Linked DNA regions of Mus musculus: all the other regions are linked to region 2. The links are chromatin contacts, called in public HiChIP or PLAC-seq and promoter capture Hi-C maps. All regions are on one chromosome and are shown on one strand. Each heading gives the region's core, a stretch centred on a gene start, on an enhancer-like site or on the middle of the called end of the contact. The rest is flanking DNA. Distances are from core to core; before and after follow the strand shown. Region 1 holds the start of Eml2 (echinoderm microtubule associated protein like 2). Region 2 holds the start of Npas1 (neuronal PAS domain protein 1). Region 3 overlaps Gm38499 (predicted gene, 38499).

Region 1 (4,558 bases), core at 1,820-4,319, 2.7 Mb after region 2:
TCCCTCAACTTGCCCCAGGAAACATAGCTCATGTTCAAAGCACCCTTTATGGCGAGTTTCAAAATGTGATTTCCAGACTGTGGAAAAGGCTTGCTCACCTGGAGAAGGGAGAAAAGAAAGGGGGGGGGGAATTCTATCTACCCTACTCCCTCCTCCAGCTCAGCGACCCCTCCCATGCCTGTCTTCAAGGTCCTTGACATCTTCCTGCGAAAGCACTCAGAAGAGAACAAACTCCATTAGCTGTACCCAGAGCCAGAACAGGGAACACTTCACACCCAAACGCCCATCCAAACTGCTCTCCTCTTCTGGGAAGTGGGTGCCCACCTCAAGCCATTTGTCCTGAGAAAAGCCAAAGTCACATAGCTTGTGGCTCCCGTGGGTCCTATTTGAGTCCGGTCCTGCGCTGGGTTAGCCGTTTCAGGTCGAGGACTGAGTGTGACATCTATGTATGTCATCTCCCTCTCTCTGCCATAACCCACCAGCCTCAATTATGTGCCTTGCTCCATTCTCTATGCCCTCGACTTTCTAGCTTCCCCCACAACAAGGAGGCCAGGATTGGAACCGTATTCCTTAGCACACGACAGTCACATTCCATTATGTTTTGCTATAATTGTTTTTAAAGTTTTTATTAAATTTATATTTAGCTGATTAGGTATTTAATTATTGGTTTTTCGAGACAGGGTTTCTCTGTGTATGGCTGTCCTGGAACTCACTCTGTGGACTAGGCTGGCCTCGAGGTCAGAGATCTGCCTGCCTCTGTCTCCAAAGTGCTGGGATTAAAGGCGTGAGCCGCCACTGTTTGGCTTATTTTTAAGTGTAATCACGTATGTGCAATGTGTGTGCATGAGACCCAAAAGTCCAAAGGTGTGGGATCTTTATGGAGTTAGGTACCTAATATGGATGCTGGGAGTTAAACTCGGGTCCTCTGGAAGAGCAGCAAGTGCTCTTAGCCACTGAGCCATTTCTGTAGGTCCTGGTATGTCTCTCTCTCCTCCTTCCTGGGCTCCATCCATACTAGCCTTCTCCTTGCTAAGGACTAAGCCAAACTCTATCTTGGGACCTTTTATTTTTATTTTTTATTATTTTTATATTTTTATATATATATTTTTTTTTGCCCAGAAACCATTCAGCTTTGGGTATAAATACTTCTTCCCTTTTTTCTTCTTTTTTTCCTTTTTAAAAATATTTGTTTGTTTAATGTATGTAAGTATACTGTTGCTATCTTCAGACACACCAGAAGAGGGCATCCAATCCCATTACAGATGGTTGTGAGCCACCATGTGGTTGCTGGGAATTGAACTCAGGACCTCTGGACTATTGGTATGTCTGAAGACAGCTACTGTGTACTCATATAACATAAATAAATCTTTTAAAAAACAAAAGAACAAGAACAAATCAGGAACAAGCATATTTTCTGAAATTGGGCCTTGTGGTATATGCCTATTAATCCCAGTACCAGAGGGTTTGGAGCAGGAATATTAGAAACTCATCAGACACCATTCTCTTAGCTATGTAATGAGTTGGAGGCCAGCCTCAGGTACATGAGACCTATATCAAAACAAACCATAGGTAGACTAGGAGTGAAGCTAATGTTTTCCCAGTACTTGGAAGGCTGAGGCAGAAGGATCACAAGTCTGAGGCAACTTGGGCTACTTAGTTTTTTGCTAGACTGGACAACAGAGAGGAATACATCAAAAAACAAAACAAAACAAACAAACAAAAACCCAGAGCCAGAGGTCTGGCTGTGGTGACACTTAACTCCAGCAGTCCTGAGGCAGAGGCAGGAGGCTCTACTGAGTTGGAGACTAGTCTGGACTATATATCAAGTTCCAGGACAGCCAAGGTTACATAGTGAGACCCAATCTTTAAAAAGAAAGAAAGGAAGGAAGAAAGAAAAGAAGAGAGAAAGAGAGAAGAGAAGAGAAGAGAAGAGAAGAGAAGAGAAGAGAAAAAGAGAAGAAGAAGAAGAAGAAGAAGAAGAAGAAGAAGAAGAAGAAGAAGAAGAAGAAGAAGAAGAAGAAGAAGAAGAAGAAGAAGAAGAAGAAGAAGAAAAAAAAACTAACATAGGTAGGGATGGAGTCACTGGCCTGTAACTCCAGATTTTGGGAAATGGAGACAGAGCATGAAGGTAAGGAGTTCAAAACTGGCCTAGGCTATATAAGACCCTGATTCAAACAACAACAAAAAACCCAGGTATGGCAGAGCGGGCGCAGGGTAGGGTGTGGGCTGGGCTGGACTATAGAGTAATGTCTTCACTCAAAAATACAAGACAACAAAACAAAGCAAAATGAACCCCGTGGTCTGGGTCATGACTTGGGAAAGGCGGCCCCATCTTTAAATCCATTGTCAGTTTCTGTACCCCCTCCTTCCCTCCTAGTTCCCCAGTTTCCGAGCCTGCTCTGACTGACACCGCCAGCTGGTCCCGGGTTTCACAACTGGGTCTCTGTCAAAATACGGACTGGATAACGCCTTCCTGAGAGAGGAGGATTGTAGGAGCTAATAGCTTCTGTGGATGAAGTGGATTGGAAGGTTAGGGCGGGGCTAATGACTTGAGGGCGGGCTCTAAATTCTGAGGGCGGGGCTAACTCTACTAGAGCGTCTGGTCCAAGGTTCCAGTCCTGAGATGTTCAAGGGGGTGTGGCTATTTGCTCTAGGGGCGGGATTAGAACTTTTGTTGTTTCTAGATTTAGGGGGTGGAGCTAAGAGCCCTGGGGGCGTGTCTAGCTCTAATAAACAAGGAGCGGGGATCCGGCTAGGATACAGGCGCAGGTTATAGAATAACCTGTCATATTTAAGGTTTCAATGTCAAGTTCTGGTCGTGCGAGGGGACTTATGGGAAATCAGATAAAAGATTTAGAGGAGGCTTTCGGGAATAGGAGTGTCTTCTTTCACCCCATCCTCCTTCCAGAGCTGAGGGGCGACGCTTCAGGATGAAAAGCAGGAAGGACCCTGCCCCTTCAAACCCGTCCGCATCCTTATTGGCGGAGGAGCCTGCGCGACAGACTCTCATTGGTTCCTAACGGGAGAGGAGGGTGTAGAGAGAATACACTCAGGTTTGTGGGAGGGACCAGACAGTACCTAGGGGGACCCCGACGCAGCCAATCCTGACCTGAAGACTGTTGCGGGGGTTGGGGGAACGGACAGAGCAGTCTCTCGACACCCTTACAGGGCATCCTAGGGGATGACCCCTGTGCCAGGCTCAGAGCCGGCCGCCTGATGCTGGGTGGGCCGTGCTGGGGATGCTGGAACGAAGGGCGTTGCTATGGCAACGGGAGGCAGGGCCTGGGGGGGGGACCGGGCCCGAGCTGGGGCTGCGGGGGCCGGCGGTGGCTGTGGTGGGGCAATGGCGGAGCGCGGCCCGGCCTTCTGCGGCCTCTACGACACGTCCTCTCTGCTGCAATACTGCAACGGTGAGAGCCCCCTTCCTAGTTCAGACCCTGGCCCCGCCCAGGGTGGACCTACCTCCTCCTGCCCCAACCCTTTTCTTCCAAGTCCTTATCTCCTCCCTTGTGAGAGATTCTCCCTTTCTCCTCATCAACAGGATTCTGACCCCAAAACAAGGTCCTTTATCCCCAAAGTCACGATCCTGCTCCCCCTATCCCAACAAACACCTGCTCCGAAGGTGTCCAGACAGAGGGAAGGGTAAAGATCGTAGAGGAGCCTGTGAGGGAGAGGGCAGACCTGGGGTTGGGGTAGGGAGTCAGCTCGATGTGGAACTCTTTCTGCCCCCTACCTCCTCAGCCCCTTCCCCGGGACCCTTCCCTGTCTTTGGGCATAGCAGGGGGAAATGCTGAATTGAGGGCTGGGCTTGGGAATAGTAAAACAGCAGAAGACTTTCTGTACACTGCACTGTCTTCAGCTTTGCCTCTGCCCCCTCTCCCCACCCCAGGTAGAATCCTCTTCTCCCCTAGACAAATGTGTATGGCGCCAGTAGGGCCATTTTAGTACGAGGGGAGCTGGGCTGGAGGAGTGGAGAGGTAAAGAGACGCGGAGAGTGGACACTGGTCTCTAGGCCAGGAAAACGTCCAGGAGGAAGCCAAGAGCTTGAGTCATGGGGTGGGACCATCAGGCCAAGCAAGGCCTCAGATGAAAGCTGACGACCGTTCAGGGTCAATGTGCCCCCATGTCAATCAGGGGGCCTTGCCAAAGGATCATCTCAGAGTTTGGAGGTCACTCCCTTGGGCACACAAACACTTTGCTAGGGACCCCTAGAGTTGGCAAAGGAACTAGAATGTTATTTAATCCCCCATCTACCTTCTAAAGGTTAAGGACCACAGGGTGTCTCAGGCTAGGCCAAGTATGGGTTCTGGTCCTGAAAGAAAAGCTGTGTCCGAATCAAGTGGCTGGGATCTTCTGGATGACAGTCCTTGATGAGGCCTCTACAGCCATCAGAGTAGAGGGTGGGGGTGGGATAGCTGCCATATTTATTGGTTCATCTTATTTTGGATTTATTAAGCTCATATCATGATGTGGGAAACATGTTAAGTGTGGGGCCTAGCTCTTGTATTTCCAACGGTAACATTATTTACCGGAGGTAGAAAAGGGCTCAAAATAAGGT
Region 2 (4,407 bases), core at 78-2,577:
CCCCACCCCCGCACGCCTTCGGGGGAGAGGCCATTCAGGGGCAGATTTGCTCACCAGGGTCCGGGCGGGGCCTTGACCATCAGCCCAGGCAGGAAATCCCAGGGGACGCCGGCTCCACGGCCGCCCCCGCACTTGACTTCACCTCGGCCACCGCTTCTGGGATAGGGGGTCGCCATCTCGACGGGGACTCGGGAATTCAGGTGCGAAGGAGTCGCAGGTGGGGCTCAGTTCCCTGGAGGAAGAACGTCCAGGGAAACTGAGGTGCGTGCGTGTGCCCAAGGGTCAAGCCAGGAGCTGCCTTAGATGCGTTCCTCAGTTTCCCCTTCCTGGGAAGCCGCGGTTCCCACCCTGGCGCTTCGGGTGAGGACGTGCCCCGCCGCCGCCTCCCCCGCGCGGCCCGCCAGCGCGCCCGCCTCACGCCCGCGCCGGGCCGGCTCCCGCATACCAATGGGCGCACGCGGCGCGCATACGGATCGGACCGGCCCGCGCGCTGCGTGCCAAGCATGCCCAAGCTGCGCTGGGGCGGGCTCCTCGCTGGGGCCCAGACGCTCTGGGCTCCATCCCCCCCATAGCTCCCAGCACCCGAAGGACCTGTTCCCCAAAGCTATCCCCAGAGTCCCACTCCCCAGGTCTGCAGCTACACCCACTTCCTAGCCTGGGCTAAGGAGGCAGGGAGGACAGAGGGACCCCACCCCAAGTCCTGCCCAGGAAGCACTCAAGCCCCTCGGGGTGGCGCCACCTGACCCGGTTGCTAAATATCCCTAATGTACAACTTCCTCCCTAAAGACCAGGGCGTAAGACCCTGGTCTATGACACCGCTGGTCACTCCAGGATGGACGCGACACTCGGGGCCCAGGTACTGGAATCCAGATCCTTTAGAGCCAGGGACGTGTCCATCTGGTTCTTTCCTCTTCACGATTAGGCGTCCAGGCCGACCATGTCCCCAGCATCCAGGTGGCCTCCAAGCCTCCCCAAAACGCGCTGACGTCTAATCAGTCCCCTGAGCCTCTGTGACCAGGACCCCAACAACCATGCACCACTTTCTGGATCCCGGCGGTATAGGTGTCCGGATGCCGTGGCCTCCAGGTTACCAAGACTCTCAGCCTCGCATCCCAGCAGGACCCAGAAGTCCCCATTTCCTCCCGCCAAACCTTCAGGCGTCCCGCACCCGCAGGACTCCCGACATGGTTACCTGGCCGCTGGGCGTGCTCGGGGCGCGGCGTGGGGTCCACTGGGTGGCGTGGAGGGGCCGCTCCATAGACCCCGGGGCGCGCGGGCTGGGGAGCCCGGCTCTCGGCGCCCACGGCGGCCTCGCAGACTTTGAGACCACGGACAGCGGCGGCGAGGGGCGGTGCCTGTCTTCGCCCCGCCTACAGCGGCCCCTGCCTGCTGGATAGTTCCCATTCCGGGAACTATCTGGGATAGTGTTGGCCTGGTGTGTCTGAGTATCCTCACCGTTTGACCACATCAGGAAGCTCTGCCAGCCTCTCCACCCTGGAGTCCCACCACGATCGCCATCTTCAGTTATAGAACCCTCCCCCCGGCGCCCCAGCCACCCCTTGGAACTCTTGGGGCAATCTGCACCATAGTTCAGTAGGAAAGGACACTCGGACATCAGTGCCCCTTCTAGAGATGTAAATCGGGGCCTTTCACAATCTCTCTTCCCAAGTGAGAATTCCAGGATGCCAGACTCCATTAAGGTCAGGTCGTGGCCTGGGCACCTGACTCCTTCGTTTACCCAGGTCTTGGTTGTTAAGGGGACGATATAGCCCAGGGCCCCAAGGTCTTGTCTCTATGCCTCCCATTGGAACTAGAGCCCCAACTTGTGGGCACCCACCTTTATAAGTGAGAATGGGGAAACAGCGGGATGTGGTGGCACTCACTTGTTAAGCCCAGCACTTGGGATGCTGAGGCAGGAGGATTGCACAAGTTGGAGTCAAGCCTGGGCTATAAAATGAATGCAGTCTGGGATCCAGAGGGAGATCCTGTCTCAAAAACTAAAGTGTGGCTGAGCTGGGAGAATGGCCAGCCCAGAGCATAAAGCTTGTGGCGGAAGAGTGTGAGGCCAACCTGGGTACAAATCCCTAGAAACCACACAAAGTCTAAGGTAGTCCCGCTGTGTGTCTGTCACACCAGCAGTCCGACAGTGCGCAGCAAGAGGGCCCTGGGAAGCTGGCAGGCCAGCCTGGTTACCTGACAGGAGACTGTCTCAAACAAGGCGAGAAGAGACGAGACTGCCTTCTGACCTCCACATGGGCTGCAACCATGGAATGCGTGTGAGCACACACAGGCACTGGCAAGATGTCTCATGGGTAAATGGCTTGCCACCAGCCCAGATGGCCTGCTTGATTCCATGAACACACACAGTGGAAGAAAAGAACCAATTCCCTGAGTTGTCCCCTGACACACGTGAGGACCCCCCACCCCAACACGCACTCACAGAATGTAAAAAGAAGCCGCTGAGTTCGAGGTCAGACTGCTCTATAGAGTGAGTTCTAGGACGACCAGGGCTACACAGAGAAAGTCTGTTTTGAAAAACAAAAACAAATAAAAAAATCAAACAACAAAATCTCCCAAACAGCCAGGCAGTGGTGGCGCACACCTTTAATCCCAGCACTCGGGAGGCAGAGGCAGGCAGATCTCTGAGTTGGAGGCCAGCCTGGTCTACAGAGTGAGTTCCAGGACAGCCAGGGCTACACAGAGAAACCCTGTCTCAAAAAACAAAAACAAAAACAAACAAAAAAAATCCCCCAAACAAACAAACAAAAGACAAAGAAATAACTGAAAGTCTGGGGATTCAGCAAGGTGGTAGAGCATCCTGGAAATAACAGGCCTTCCAGATAACTAGCCCCTAATTAGGAGAGGGCTGACATGAACCTGATACAGGCTTCCTGCCTGAGTGTAGGAGCATCCTCACTACTGCCAAGTCTTACTGTCACATCTTTTTGTTTGTTTGTTTGTTTGTTTTTCAAGACAGGGTTTCTCTGTGTAGCCCCTGGCTGTCCTGGAACTCACTCTATAGCCCAGGCTGGCCTCGAACTCAGAAATCTGCCTGTCTCTGCCTCCCAAGTGCTGGAACTAAAGGCATGTGCCACAACTGCCTGGCTTACTGTCACATCTTAATTTAGCTTCTAATTTTTTTTTTTTTTTTGAGACACGGTTTCACTTAACCCAGGCTGGCCTTGAGCTCTTGGTCCTCCTCATCCCCTCTCCCAAACACTGAGATTACAGGCATCGTATGCTACAAAAAACAAACAAACAAAAAACACTTTAATCCCAACAGGGGAGACAGGCTGGAGAGATGATGATTCGGTGGTTAAGAACACTGGCTACTCTTTCAGAGGTCTTGAGTTCAATTCCCAGCAACCACATGGTGACTCACAACCATCTATGCTGGGATCTTATGCCCTCTTCTGGCACGCCGGTGTACATTCAGACAGAGCATTCATAAACATAATATAAATAAATATGTAAAGTGTTATTTTAAAAGATTTATTTATTTCATGTATGTGACGACACTGTTGCTCTCTTCAGACACACCAGAAAAGGGCATTGGATCCCATTACAGATGGTTGTGAGCCACCATGTGGTTGCTGGGATTTGAACTCAGGACCTTTGGAAGAGCAGTCAGTGCTCTTAACCGCTGAGCCATCTCTCTAGCCCCATAAAGTATTTTTTTAGAGGCTTCTACAGGGGAGATAGTCTTGAAGATCTGAGTCTACATGGTGAGTTCAAGTGTGTGTGTGTGTGTGTGTGTGTGTGTGTGTGTAGATGTTAGAAGAGTCCAGAATGTTGGATCCCTTAGAGCTAAAGTTACAGAACCTTCCAACATGGGTGGGTTCTGGGAACTCGTTCTGAAACACTAAGCCCCCACCATCTAATAAATATCTGTTTATTACATTTATTTATTTATTTATTTATTTATTTATTTATTTATTTATTTATTTATTTATTATGTGTGCCATGGCAGCATGAGAAGATCAGAGGACAAGTCCTGGGAGTTGGTCTCCCCCCCCCAAGAGTCCTCCCCCCTGCAACTGTACAGGTCTTGGGAATTGAACTTGGGTTGTCAGGCCCAGTAGCAAGCGCTTTTACTACACTGGCCCCCATGCGCAGCTTTAACTGTCACACATTAACCAAGCCCCAATTTCCTTACTCCATGTAGCCCTGGCTGTCCTAGAGTTCACTATGCAAACTAGGCTGCCCTCGAACTCACAGAGATCTGCCTGTCTCTGCCTCCAGAGTGCTGGGATTAAAGGTGTGCACCACTCCACCTGGCTTTATTTTGTGTGTAACAGTGTTCTGCCTGCATGTATGTCTGGGTGCCATGTGCTATTATGCCCGGTGCATGCAGGGTCCAGAGGGCATCAGATCCCCTAGAGCTGAGGTACCAATCATTGTGAGCTG
Region 3 (4,638 bases), core at 2,026-4,525, 2.8 Mb after region 2:
GCACACCCAGTTATACACCGATAGACTAAGATAGTAAACAGAGGACTATCTCTAAAATTTACTTGAGGACACAGTTTTGTAATTTTTTTCAAAGATTAATATATGCCAGGCAGTGTCGGTACACATTTTTAATCCCAGCACTCGGGGGGTAGAGGCAGGTGAGTTCAAGTTCTGTGAGTTCAAGGTCAGCCTGGTCTACAGACTGAGTTCTAGGTCAGCCAGGGCTACACAGAAAAACCCTGTCTCGACACCCTCCTCAAAAGATTTGTTTTTATTTTATGTGCATGAGTGCTTGGGGTTTTATACTCTGTGGCCACCTTGTGACCCTAACCCTGCCCCACCTTCCAACCAGGGCAGCCTTTTCACTCATGCCCACTTTCCAGGATCTTCTGGACACTGGTTTTTGTTTTGTTGTTGTTGTTATTATTATTAGTGTGTGTCAGTCATTTATTATTATTATTTTATTATTATTATTATTGTTATTATTATTATGTGTGTGTGTGTCAGTCAAGCTTGGGGCAACTCTAGAGTGGGCTTCTTCCAGTTCTGAGGATGGAACTTCGGTAAGCAGGCTTCCATGGCAGACACCCTTACCAACTACCAAACCGTTGCTGACTCTGGACATTATTTAATTCGTTTGTTTTATTTTGAGATCAGGGTCCATTGCTAGCCTAGAATGACCTTTTGTTTCACTCTCCGGTACTGAAATCATGGCTGCCACAATCACCATGACCTGCCCACAGGAGGGCCCTCGTTCTGTCCAGGCCAATTTTCAAAAGACCACCTGGAACTTGTTCCTGAGTGCTGAGTGTCTACCTCAGATAAGCCTGTACCATCAAACTTGTACCTAGGGGACCTCGCATGCTAGGCTGGCACTCTACCAAGGGAGCCACATCCCAGCCTCAGACCATTTTAAAACCATGTCTTCAGGTTCCCGCAGGCTGGAGAAGTCATTATCCTAAGGTTGCGGACTGGGTGACTGTCCTGTAGCCAGGCAATTATGACTATGGCTGTGATCCCCAAGACATGGGGGTGAGGATGGGGGTGGGGTAGGGGAGTGTTTGCAGTGGGGTGAGGAGCGTCCCTGGCCAAAGCAAACTCCGACTCCTCTCTTCTTCCCTGTAGTGTACCACTGGCTAGAGATGCGGACCAAGATGCGCATCATGGGCTTCCATGCTGAGGCCATCAAGCCACTGAATGAGGATGCAGCGGCTGAGCTGGGTGCGAACCTGCTGGGTGAAGCCATCATCTTTGCTGCTGCGGGCAGCTGTCTGCTGCTGGAGTTCTGGCGCCAGAAGTCATCGAAACACCGCAGGGAAGTGGCGCAGGTGGCCACGGTGCTGTCGCTGCGGGAGGATGTGGAATACCTGGAGAACATGCTGGACGAGGTGCAGGTGCAGGTGCAGGCAGCATTGCCCAGGAACTCACTGGATGAGCTGCGGGCAGAGCTGCGGGCAGAGCTGCGGGCGGAGCTGCGGACAGAGTTGCAAGCAGAGTTGCGGGCAGAGCTTCAAGATGAGCTACAGAAGTTCAGAACCCAGATCTGTAAAGATTGCTATGAGCCAGAGCTTAAGCCTGAACTCCAGTGTCCTGAGGCCCCCAAGGAGTAGAGGCCGCAGGACTCTGGCCTTGGACGTGGACTGTTGTCTGGGCTTGTCACATGACTGACCTCTCTGCATGGGCCCACCCCCAAATGGTGCCAGCTAACGTGCCCTGGTCTCTGGGGACAGATGGGTCCTAGGCTGAGAGAGGTGTGAGTACCCCTTCCCACGGGGTCTCTTTAACCCACTGGTGGGACATGACAGGAACCCTTCCAGCTCCCCTAACCAAAACCACCATTGCTTGAATGCTGTACTTGGAAAGGAGGGCAGTGTGTTGGGGAGCCGTCTAACAACCTTACTGGCCCATCATACTCCCTGCCTTAGGTTCTGGAGCCCCATCTCCCTCCATCTACCTCACTTTTTAGGGAAAGAGGATGGGGTCTGCCCTGCCCTGCTCAGTCACTCTGCCTACCCCACCGCACCCCCATAACTGGCCTTTTGTAAAGGACCCACCTGCACCCTTACCATGTGGGCCAGTGCCACCACCCACCTGTTTGTTTCACGGTATTCTCAGGATCACCCTCCCTTACTGCCTTTGATCTTCCGGGTAAAAAGCCACTTAAAATATGGCGAACAGCAGCCTCACCTTCTGTCCAAATGGGACATTCCAGAAAACCAAATAACTCCCTTACCCACTCTTTGCTAACCCACTGGGCCACGAAGGAGTGGTTTATGAATTTAAAATGTTTTATAATTAAAGGAGCCCCAGGTTAAAGAGTGTCTCAAACCATTATTTGTTGAGTGGGCAGGCGTGTCATCCATTTCAGTTAGGAAAGAACTACGGGAGGGGGACTCCTAATGGGGGGGGGGCAGTCATCTTCTGAGACCCTTCCCAGGTAAAGAAGTCAACCCAGCGTTAAGCTGTAAGACTTAACCACACAGTCTGCAGACACTGCAGGATGGAGGAAGCAGGCTGGTGAGGACCACAGAGAGAAGGGGCGTGACTGAACCAGGAATGTATGTAGAACCGGAAGTGAGAAGCAGAATTCTTGCAAGGGCGCCCACAGCTGTCAGCAACCCTCCTTTCCTGGTAGGATACCTCCCCTCTCATATAGCTGCCTTTGATGGGGCATAGCATTTAAAGTACTCCAGAGACCTTTGCATTTATAAAAACTGCAGATTTATTCAGCGAGGGCCCGTGTCCAAGAAGCTATGGTGTAGAAGTCGGAGGACCTATTTTTCCTCTTCTCCCCCTCACTTCATCTTCCCGGAGGGCAAAAATGGTCTGGACCCTGAAATCCTAACCCAAATAAAAAAACCACAAAACTGAGGTTCCAAAAAAGTTAAAGAATCTTAATTCCTCATAGAAAAGAGGGAGGAGCCAAGGCAAAAGGGTGTCCCAGGGGTGGGGGAAATACCCCCCACCTAGTGGGATACCTCCCCTCTTATATATAGCTGCCTCCGATGGGACAAGCCTGGGGTCTAGCATTTAAAAACTCCCACACCCCATTTTTATCAAAACCAAAGAGAAAAAAATTTCCCTTCCCCGCCCCCAAACCCAAATATATATATATACTTTTTCTTAAAAAAAAATTCCAAGGCATTAAAGCGTTAAAGTGAATCCAGAACAAGAGAAGGTGAGACCCCTCCTTCCTTCCCTCACTGCGGGGTTACTCGGTCCATCCCCAGCAGAGGAACCAGCCCCAAGGGGATGGTGAAGGGAAAGGACCAAAGAAAACAAAGGGGTGGGACCTCCTTATCCAATCAGCAGCCAGCGTGGGTGTGACCATGGCACCAGGAAGCCACACCCCACGTGGAATCTTCCAAGTGGGAGCTGGCGGGGGAGAACGCATTCTTGTGTAACTCTTGGTCAAGTAGAGGCAGGGAAAGCAGGTGCCAGGCAGGAAGTACAGAAAGAAGAAATGGGTCTTCTGGGTCCCTGTAGTCAAGGAGAACCCCGCTTCCTCAGCTCCTGGACAAAGACTGGAAGGAATGAGAGGCACAAGTCAGGCCAGTCTCCACTGTCTTCCCTTCCAAGGCAGGCACTTCCCATGAACACAAGGGCCTGCGTTACAACAGAGGTGCCTCACCTTCGATGATTTCCTCTTTCATTTTCTGTAGCTCCTTCCGCACCTCTTCCAGAAGCTCCTGAAAGAACCAATCAAGAGTGGTCCCGGACTCTCTTACTCCAACTTATCTAAGGTTCTTAAACATGAACACTTGCTTGTGTGCTTGTGCAGGTGTGTGCATGTGAGCGTAAGGGATGTGCAAGCAAGAGTGAGGTACATACATACACGTCGCTGGGGTGGAGGTCAGAGAACAGCTTGAAAGAATTCACTTCTTCTACCATGTTGTTTTTGTGGCTAGAACTCGGTTAAGAGTGGCACAGCCACCTTTACCTGCTTAGTCACCAAACAGTCCACTTTATTTCAGGGACAGGGACGGATCGTAGGGCATCTTAAATGCTACTTAAGCACACTACTGCTGAGCCACGCCCCAGCCCCTCTCTGGAGGATTCTAGGCTTTACCACTGAGCCACGCCCCCAGCCCCTCACTTGGGTGGGGAGGAGGGGAGTTCTTGGCACTCTTCTGATTAGCCAGGTTCTCTTCCCTTCCTTCTTGACTGAAGACAGAGAAAGCTGGTTCAACAACCCTTCCCTCATCCTTTAACACAGCTGCCAAGGTCACAAAATGATGGGAATGTTCTACAGGAGAGTTCTAGATCTTTGGGGCCAGCAGAACAGTATTGGAGAACATCCAGGAGCAAGCTTGCCAAATGTACATAGTCTCCTGCCAACTGTGACTAGAGATGGATAGCTCGAGCCACTGAGGATTCTGGGGACTCAGCAGGAATGAGTGATAGACTGGTACGGTCTGCTATAGCTACTGGGAAAGTGTGGGCGTCTGTCCCCTGGGCCCCACCCACCAACTCCTTTCCTCAGGCTAGAAGAGGTTTCTCAGCCTTTCCTAGAACCATTCTGGAGCCAGGTCTGTCTCTCCTGGCATCTTTCTAGCTATTTCCCCAAGCTACCTGCTTCACCCTCTCCAAGTCGGAGTCATCACTGGAGCAGGGCGTCGAGGGGTGGGCCTCGGAGGT

Evidence for each region. Promoter capture Hi-C pulls out the DNA fragments that hold promoters and counts their contacts. HiChIP or PLAC-seq counts read pairs in DNA pulled down with a chosen protein or histone mark.
Region 1: a contact with region 2 is called in an H3K4me3 HiChIP or PLAC-seq map of embryonic forebrain, with 9 times the contacts expected there. The contact joins the promoter of Eml2 here to the promoter of Npas1 in region 2. A contact is called at or near these places in 1 of 39 promoter capture datasets (liver) and 1 of 115 datasets of contacts at active chromatin or transcription factors (embryonic forebrain).
Region 3: a promoter capture Hi-C map of stem cell-derived epiblast-like cells shows a contact between it and region 2, with 3 times the contacts expected there. The contact joins the enhancer-like site here to the promoter of Npas1 in region 2. A contact is called at or near these places in 6 of 39 promoter capture datasets (cranial neural crest, frontonasal cranial neural crest, hippocampal neurons and 3 more).

The regions. Positions count from the first base shown.
Region 1 is chr7:19,173,352-19,177,909 of GRCm38.p6, forward strand. It overlaps Eml2 (echinoderm microtubule associated protein like 2), which reads left to right and starts at 3,070. Exons shown (of 22, transcript NM_001347582.1): 1 at 3,070-3,410. The coding sequence starts at 3,263.
Region 2 is chr7:16,475,453-16,479,859 of GRCm38.p6, forward strand. Npas1 (neuronal PAS domain protein 1) reads right to left here and starts at 1,328. Exons shown (of 12, transcript NM_008718.2): 1 at 1,193-1,328; 2 at 55-232. The coding sequence starts at 176.
Region 3 is chr7:19,254,231-19,258,868 of GRCm38.p6, forward strand. Gm38499 (predicted gene, 38499) reads left to right here. Exons shown (of 2, transcript NM_001370864.1): 2 at 1,126-2,316. The coding sequence starts at 1,143. The coding sequence ends at 1,610. It overlaps Vasp (vasodilator-stimulated phosphoprotein), which reads right to left. Exons shown (of 13, transcript NM_009499.3): 11 at 4,573-4,638; 12 at 3,632-3,689; 13 at 2,699-3,524. The coding sequence ends at 3,487. Among named protein-coding and RNA genes, the nearest start is that of Gm38499, 7.1 kb to the left of the region's middle. Within about 2 kb of position 3,276, at least 72 of the 459 cell types and tissues checked have an H3K27ac peak or open chromatin away from gene starts, as enhancers often do. A contact at or near this core is called in stem cell-derived epiblast-like cells, where this site is marked.